Regions from separate parts of the Pan troglodytes genome. Here region 2 is linked to region 1. Evidence: chromatin contacts called from public HiChIP or PLAC-seq data. All regions are on one chromosome and are shown on one strand. Each heading gives the region's core, a stretch centred on a gene start, on an enhancer-like site or on the middle of the called end of the contact. The rest is flanking DNA. Distances are from core to core; before and after follow the strand shown.

What was found. HiChIP or PLAC-seq counts read pairs in DNA pulled down with a chosen protein or histone mark.
Region 2: a contact with region 1 is called in an H3K4me3 HiChIP or PLAC-seq map of stem cell-derived excitatory neurons, with 5 times the contacts expected there. The contact joins the promoter of PAPSS1 here to the promoter of DKK2 in region 1. A contact is called at or near these places in 1 of 7 Hi-C or Micro-C datasets (induced pluripotent stem cells) and 1 of 1 datasets of contacts at active chromatin or transcription factors (stem cell-derived excitatory neurons).

The regions. Positions count from the first base shown.
Region 1 is chr3:108,487,971-108,491,815 of NHGRI_mPanTro3-v2.0_pri, forward strand. DKK2 (dickkopf WNT signaling pathway inhibitor 2) reads right to left here and starts at 1,788. Exons shown (of 4, transcript XM_001170814.8): 1 at 845-1,788. The coding sequence starts at 1,066.
Region 2 is chr3:109,179,713-109,183,557 of NHGRI_mPanTro3-v2.0_pri, forward strand. It overlaps PAPSS1 (3'-phosphoadenosine 5'-phosphosulfate synthase 1), which reads right to left and starts at 1,778. Exons shown (of 12, transcript XM_016951973.2): 1 at 1,473-1,778. The coding sequence starts at 1,760.

The DNA.
Region 1 (3,845 bases), core at 538-3,037:
CAATCTATCTGTATGACAGAGACAGAGGCGCCTGCGGAAAGTTCCCTCTCTCAAAAACGCCTTCAGTGTCCTGCTGTATCGCTGGCGCCTACGACGCTGTCATTGTCATCTCATCATTTTGCTTCCTTCCGGGTGATTTATGTACAATTCTGCGTGAGTGAGAAATGCGCGTCTACTGGAGTTGTTTTGTCTGTGACCTTACTTCTTTGAAGAGAGTAAGTGGTTGGGAGGGAAGGAGACCCTGAAAAGGAGTAATGTCCCCTCCAGATTGTAAAATATAATGGTTAGACGCCCAGTATCTCAATGTCTAGACTGAAATCCCGCTCTGCCACTTATACTAGCTGTGTGCCTTGGGCAAATCGTTAGTCAATCCGTGCCTCAATTACTTCATTAGCAGAATGGGAAAGCAACAGCACCTAGCTCACAGAGTTGTGAAGATTAAATGAGTGAATATGTAAAACGCTTAGAACTGTGCCTGGCACGTTATTAGGTGCTATAGGTTAAATGCTATTAACATCTTCATCAGTTGCATCACAGTGTTAAATGGAAGGACCATCCTGACCACTTTCTCCACAGGAAAGCACTAGATCTTGATACGTGCCCACGCCCCAGGGCAAAGGCGAGACAGAATCCTAACCCTTTGACTCTGTGCAGTGCAGGACCAGCAGCCACCCAGACACCCCCCGCCCACGCAGACCCTGTTCGGTGAATCCCTCCCCAGCCGCCTGTTCTCTATATCTGGGGCCACGCTCCGAATGTTGCAGGATGCAATGGCAAACCGCTAGCCCAAGAGAGCTGGCCCCTGCCTCTTCTGTCTGAAGAATGTGTTTGGGGGTTTTCCTACCTGCCCCAGGTTTTTGCCTTTCTTACTGCCGCCGAATGCCAGTCCTTGGTACATGCCCGCAGATCGATTGCCAGCCTGACCAGGCGTCTCCCCGCCCAGAGAGGACTTGATGGAGTTGAGTTTGGCCCGCGAACTGCCGATCTGTGAGCTCTCCACCATCAGCACCGCGGCCAGTAGGAGCAGGCAGCAGGACGAATCCTTGCACCGCATCAACGCGGCCATCTCCCGGCGAGGGGGTCCCCAGGAAGACGCAAAGCCCGGAGGGGTGGGAATGCAAAGGGAGGGAGGACCACAACACGGGGCCCCTCACTTGGGGCGCGGGGGCTTGCAGATTGTGTTCCCTCAACCCTTCCTGGTTCGGGGACCCAGGACCCTATGAACTCAGTCTCACGCCTCAGGACAGAAATTAGCGGAACCCAAGCGAGAACCGCTTCTCCACCAGGACAGGAAGTTCTGCAATAACTGGAAGCAATCAAAGGCGAGGCGCTTTCTCGCCAAGGAGGCGTGACCCAAGGTGCAAGAAAACCCAGCCCTGTGGATCGCACCGCTTCCGTTCCTTCTTGCCCCGCACCTCCTTGGTCCCACCGGGATCTCGGCGGTTTAACTCTCCTCTTAATTGATCAGGAGGCCCGCATCAGCTCCTTCTCCTTCAACTCAGTTGCTTTTCTCTCCTCTCTTTTCCTATCCTTTATGTGTCAAACTTTGCAGGACACAGTGCTCCTTTTCAAAGTTAGCAGGCGCTTTAGTAGGGGATCAGGAGACGTCCTCGGACCGAATCCTCGAGATCTGAAGAGAATCGAGGTCCCCCACACGCGCACTCACAGTTGCCCCGAAGCGTTGTCCCCTGACTCACAAGAGACAGCGAACCGCTGCCAGCGCAGCGATGCCTAGGGAGCGGACTTGCGCTACGCTCGCCGCGGGCTCCCGCTTTCTCTCTCTCTGCTCTCTCCCCCGTCCTTTTTGCTTTTTATAGCTTCCCACAGTGAGGCCTTTTTTTTTTTTTTTTTTTTTACCTCCGCCCCCAATTCAAGAGTGACAAAGAGTGAAAACTTTTCTCTCACTCCCCACCGCTTCCGCCCCCCTCCTCTCTGCGTGCTGCTTCTCCTTCTGCGGCTTTCACTCCAGCTTTTCCTCCTCCTCATCCTCCCGCTCTGTCTCCACCCACAACTACTGGAAAAGGGGGATCTAGCTTTTCCATGAGGTGAATGGAACATAGGGGCTCCTAATTCCTGACAACAACTCCAGCGGTTGGAGGGGTCTTTGGAAACAGGCAGAGACCAAAGGTGGAAACGGAGTGGGGCAAGCTGACACCACTTGATCGCTGCCACCCTTTCTTAGATCTTCCCACCCATCTTCAGCCCCTGACTCCGCGAGGAGAGCTGGAAAAGCCCTATGGAAGCTTTAGAGAAGTGAGCATCTGCGCATCTGCTCATTAGTATTGTGTTCTTTGTGCGCTCACGTTTGGTTTTAGACTGTGCCTCCCAGGGAGTGTGTGAAGCTGGAGCCACATAGGTGCGCCAGGGGGTGGCCAATGATCCGGATAGAGGGTCTGGAAGGAAAGGGGCAGACCAAAGAGGGGAAAAGATGAGCCTATTCGATTTGGGTCTTTTTAGTCTCCTCCTTCGGAACCCCGGGCCCCGCCGCCCTCGTAGAATATGTCTATGTCTCTGAGGGACTGGGAAGAAGGGGATGCTCTGGGTACGCTCCAAGGGTTTGGACCTCACAGCTCGATTGAGCATCTTTACCATGCCAGGCAACTGCTCTTTTTGCGAAAAGGAAATCCCAGATAGGAATGAACGGGGGCAGGGAGCCTTTGAGATCCTGTCTTCCTTGGCTTCCTGCCTTCTAGCCCCTGGGAATTACAAGAGAAGCCATTCCTGTCAGCCCCCAGGTCTCTCCAGGTCCAATTCCCTTCGGCCGAAGGTCGAAGGCTGCTCCGGGAACGACTGGGACGCGCTGGCGCTTGGGGGCGCCAGTGGCAGCCGTTCAGCGAGCCACGGAAGTGCTGCAGGAGACAAGCGCTGAGTTCGGTGATGTCTGGTGGCTAAGTGCGAGACTTTCCAAGCAAAGCAAGGGATTGTTCGAAAGTTGTTGCATTTCTGCTTCGCAGACACTAATGTCCAGGAGCAGAGAAATCCAAGCATTGAGCCACAACTTGAAGTTAGAAGGCAGCTAGCCGCCAGGGGAGGATACAAGCAGCATCCTCTTCAGAATTTTTGGACCTAGATTTCACAGCTTTCACACCTGATTCTGGCGCATGTCCATGAGTACGAATTAAACTTGTCGCTAAGTGAGAACGTTGGTGACTCTTATTTTCCCCCCAAACAACGCAGAGTTCTAAAGTGTGGATTTAGAGCTATTTTCTCCCAGACAGCTCCAGTTTTGCAAATTTCTCAGTCCTGACCTATGAGTCTGTCTGCCCTGAAATTCTTCATTTTCAGATTTTTTTTTTAATACACAAGCAAACGGGGATTAAAATTTGCACCCTCTGGCATGTGTTCTTATCTTTTGAATTTCCTTTCTTTAAGGTAGAGATTTTTCACATTTTAGTGTGTGGGGTTTTTTTCCCACTTTTTAAAAATATGCCAGGAATAACAATATGGGTGACCCCTGAAGGACATCATACTAAGTGAACTCGACCAATCACAGAAAGACAAATCCACTTATAGGAGGTACCTAAAATAGTTAAATGCATAGAATCAAAGGTTGGAATGATGGTTACCAGGAATTGGAAGGAGAGGAGAATGGGGAGTTACTATATCAATGATCATAAAGTTTCAGTTAACTAAGATGAATAAACTCTAGAGATTTGTCATATGGTATTGTACCTATAGCCAACAATAATGCATTGTATTTTTAAAAACTTATTGAGAAGGTAGATCTCATGCTATATAGATATAAATTTTATATGTGTGTGACTTTATATACATGTATAATATATATATGTATTTATACATATAACATTATTGTAGTAAGAACATTTAACATCTATATATGCCCA
Region 2 (3,845 bases), core at 528-3,027, 690 kb after region 1:
TTTTCACCACCATGTCTAGCACAAGTCTCTACATAGAATACGCACCATGTGGCAAATGTTAATAAATAAATGAGTACATAAATGGACAATGTAACAGAAATTATCTGTAAATACCCCAAGTAAGCCAACCTTATTTCCCTAACCGTGAAATACCTTAAGGTAACAGAAGCGAAACTGAGTCTGAGTTTCAAGGCAGTGGTTTCACCGCACATTCAAATTCATGATCTGTCTTCTTTGTTCAGCAGAACAATCCCGTGAAGTACATACTATTATACCCTTAAGTTAACTGAGGTTCGAAAAAGTAAAGTGACTCTCCTCAAGATCACACAGCTAGTAAATGGCAAAGCTGGGATGAGAGACCAGGCCAGGAGTCCAGCGCTCTTTCCACTGTTCTAATTCATCTTTTAAATCTCCTTCCCCTCCTTACCATCTATAGAGTTAAATAAAAGGAGAGAGGAATCAGTGAACAATTCATGATAACAATAACAACAGATGTGGTATATTAATGACTTCCAAAGAACATTTGCCTGAAATTGCTTTTTTTTTTTTTCTTTGATTCATCTAGGGCAAGTAACGTTTTGGGAGACATTGCATTTAAACCTTATTATTCCATTGGACTGTGAAATAACATTTCCATCTCAACTTAAACCAGTGCCTTTCCAGACTCCAAAGATGGGCCCTTCCCTGCCACACACTTACAAAGGAAGATAAGGCTCTTTCTCATCACAGAGAAATTAAGGAAGTAAGCAACGTTATGAGGACACAGCACTTTACAAAGTCAACTGGCAGTCGTTACTAAACGTTATAAAGGACTGGTCCCATACCTGACTGTCACCAGGAATGGAGTCTTTCAAACTCCTACTTGTTAAACATTCCGATTTAACACAGAGACACAAAGAACCTCAGTTCAGGGCAGTCTCAACTCATGAATGACCACATTGTTGGGTACTCTCCTTTCACACTGAAACTCAGAAATGGAAAGACACGGAGATGGACCCAAACCTGGGCCAACCGCACTGGCAGAGCCAAGAAAAACCAAGAACGCGTCGAAGGCGCCCGCCTCCGCCTCCTCTGCAGATCTTCAGGCCACTCCAAGGTATGCAGGAAGCTCCTGTTTCTGCAGCCGCAGGTTTCAGCACCCGGAGGTTTCAGCAAGCGCCAGTTCACGGGTGAAGGATTTTCCTGGGGGTCTTACCTGAGCGGAGGCGCTGGGGAGGGGGGGCGTTCTTCCCACGAACGGTGGCTCGGACCGCACGCTGCGCCAAGCTAGGGCGAGACCCCCACCCTGCGCCGCGCCCCTCTGCCTCGCAACCACCCACGGCCCCAGCCGGGAGGCGCCGCAGCCCCGGAACCCACCTCCGCGCTCCTGGAAGGATGGATGCGGAGGAGGCGGGAGAGAGGCGGCGGCTCCGGAACGAGCTGCTCCCACAGCCCCTCCGCTCCTCGCCGTCTCGCCTTCCTCCCCAACTTACCCAGTTCTGCGCGTTATTGCTCAGCTTGACTTTCTTGCACAGGCTCCCGGGGATCTCCATGACCGCGGAGCGCGCTGAGCAGCCGGGGTTCTCTGTGCCGGGAGGGTAGCAGGAGGGCAGGCCAGCGAGCGGGGCGGGGCTGGAGGGCGGGGCCTCCTCGCGTCGGGGCGGGCGCGCGCTGACTTGCGCACGCGCCCGTGCTCGTGGCCTGGGTTGCGCGGCGCATGCGGCGCGCCTCGGAAATGGGTCCGGGGCAGAGGTCTGTGGGGAAGGGCGAAACGCCGGCATAGAACCGGAGGTAGAAACTGGGGGCGGAGCTTCAGCGCTCGCGCCGGCGCGGGCGCGCACGGCGCTCCTCCTTCCAGATCCCGATGAAGGGGCGGGGCCTGGAATGCAGTCGTGGAACCTCAGGTGCCTCTGCGGCACCGAGCCTAGTTCTGAGCTAGCGCAGATCTCTAAGAGCGAGTACCAGCCGCCGGGAGAAAGGCAAGGGGAGTGCGCGGCTCGCCGCGCGCGGCTCTCCCTCAGCAGAGGCTGATTGGGAGGACGCTGACGCGGCCTCCTGCACCTCTGGCTACTCCTCCACGGACCTGGCTGCTGGCCTCCTGACTGCCCCTTCTGTGCCCATGTCACCCTGGCCAAATGTTTTAAATGTTTTACAGCTTTGCAAAGGGAAGAATTGATTTACCGAACAGCTCATTCTCCACATTAAAACTCTACTCAAGACACAATTTTTTTTTTTTTTTTTTGAGACGGAGTCTTGCTCTGTCGCCCAGGCTGGAGTGCAGTAGTAGGATCTCGGCTCACCGCAACCTCTGCCTCCCGGGTTCAAGCGATTCTCCTGCCTCAGCCTCCCGAGTAGCTGGGACTACAGGCGTGTGCCACCACGCCCGGCTAATTTTTGTATTTTTAGTAGAGACGGGGTTTCACTATGTTGGCCAGGCTGGTCTCGAATTCCTGACCTCATGATCCGCCCGCCTCAGCTTCCCAAAGTGCTGGGATTCCAGACGTGAGCGACAGCGCCTGGCCTCAAGACACAGTTTTTAAAAAAATATAAAAGCCCGATTTCTTGACATCAATAATTAATATCTCAACCTGAATTAGTGATTACTTATAAGGTGCCTCCCTCTCCGCTAGGAGGCCCCACTTCGCATCAGATTTCTGTGCAGTGCTTCTTACCCACCTACACCGGAAAGGGGCTTCTGTATTATTAAGAGCTACTCAGGAAATACCTAGAGGACTGAAATCCAGGACCGGGGAGGCCGCAGGTAACCCCGAATAGAACTCCCGCCTACGGAGGACATTTTCAAATTCACCTAATTATTCCAGGGCTAGTTCGTAGGAGGATGGGCTGGGGGCATGACAGAGTTTCCTCCAGGAGTTATCTTCCCCACACCCCCCATAACTCTGAGTTCTCTTTTCCGCAGCTTGCCCCTGGCACCAAGAGAGTTGCTTGCAGCTCTGCCCCTCTGTGACACAGCCGCCCTCCGCCCCTGACCCCGCCCATCACCAAGACCTGAGACTGCTGCCTGTTAGTGACTAGCAAATTAGCCCCCATCACCAAGACCTGAGGCTGCTGCTGCTGCCTGTTAGTGACTAGCAAATCAGCCCCCATCACCAAGACCTGAGGCTGCTGCCTGTTAGTGACTAGCAAATCAGCCCTCCATCTATTTACCCCACTGCTACTGTCTTAAATTAGGCCTCCCCTATATCCAGCCTGAGTTATCATTAAGCCCGTTCACTGGACATCCTCCCAGCTGTGCAGCCGCTCTCCACACCCCCGCCACACACCCCATTCTTGCACCTGCTGTCAGAGCGGTATTTCTGAAACAGAAATCTGATCTTGTTACTTGACTACTTAAAATGTGAATGGTTCCCTTCAGCTTTTTTTTAGGGAATTTCAATCTGGGGTTCATACATAGAACTGAATTTCAATATAATTTCAAATTCTGCCAATAACAAGAATGAGCTTGGAAGAAGATCTCAAGCTTCATATGAGAAAATAGGGCCACATCTGAAGTTAGCCATTGCTCTGAGTTCTGGTTCTTATTAGAGGGAAATGGTATTTAGATATAACGATCTGGCTCTAGGAGTGCTCACTGCTGTGAGTTTGACCTTATTTCTAGTAAAAGACTTTTTTTTAAGGTAAAATATATCATAAGTTTACATTGATACTGTCCATCCAAATTCATGATTCCAGATATGGGTCATGCAAATGAGCCAGAAACATCAAACAGGAAACATAACAAAAAGCTATCAAAAGCTACTCGGATTATGTCAAAAGGACTCAGAAACCAATTTAAAGAAATTTTTCCATGTCAAAGATGGGAGAATTAAAGCACTAAATGGACTAGAACTACAAAATATTAAAAT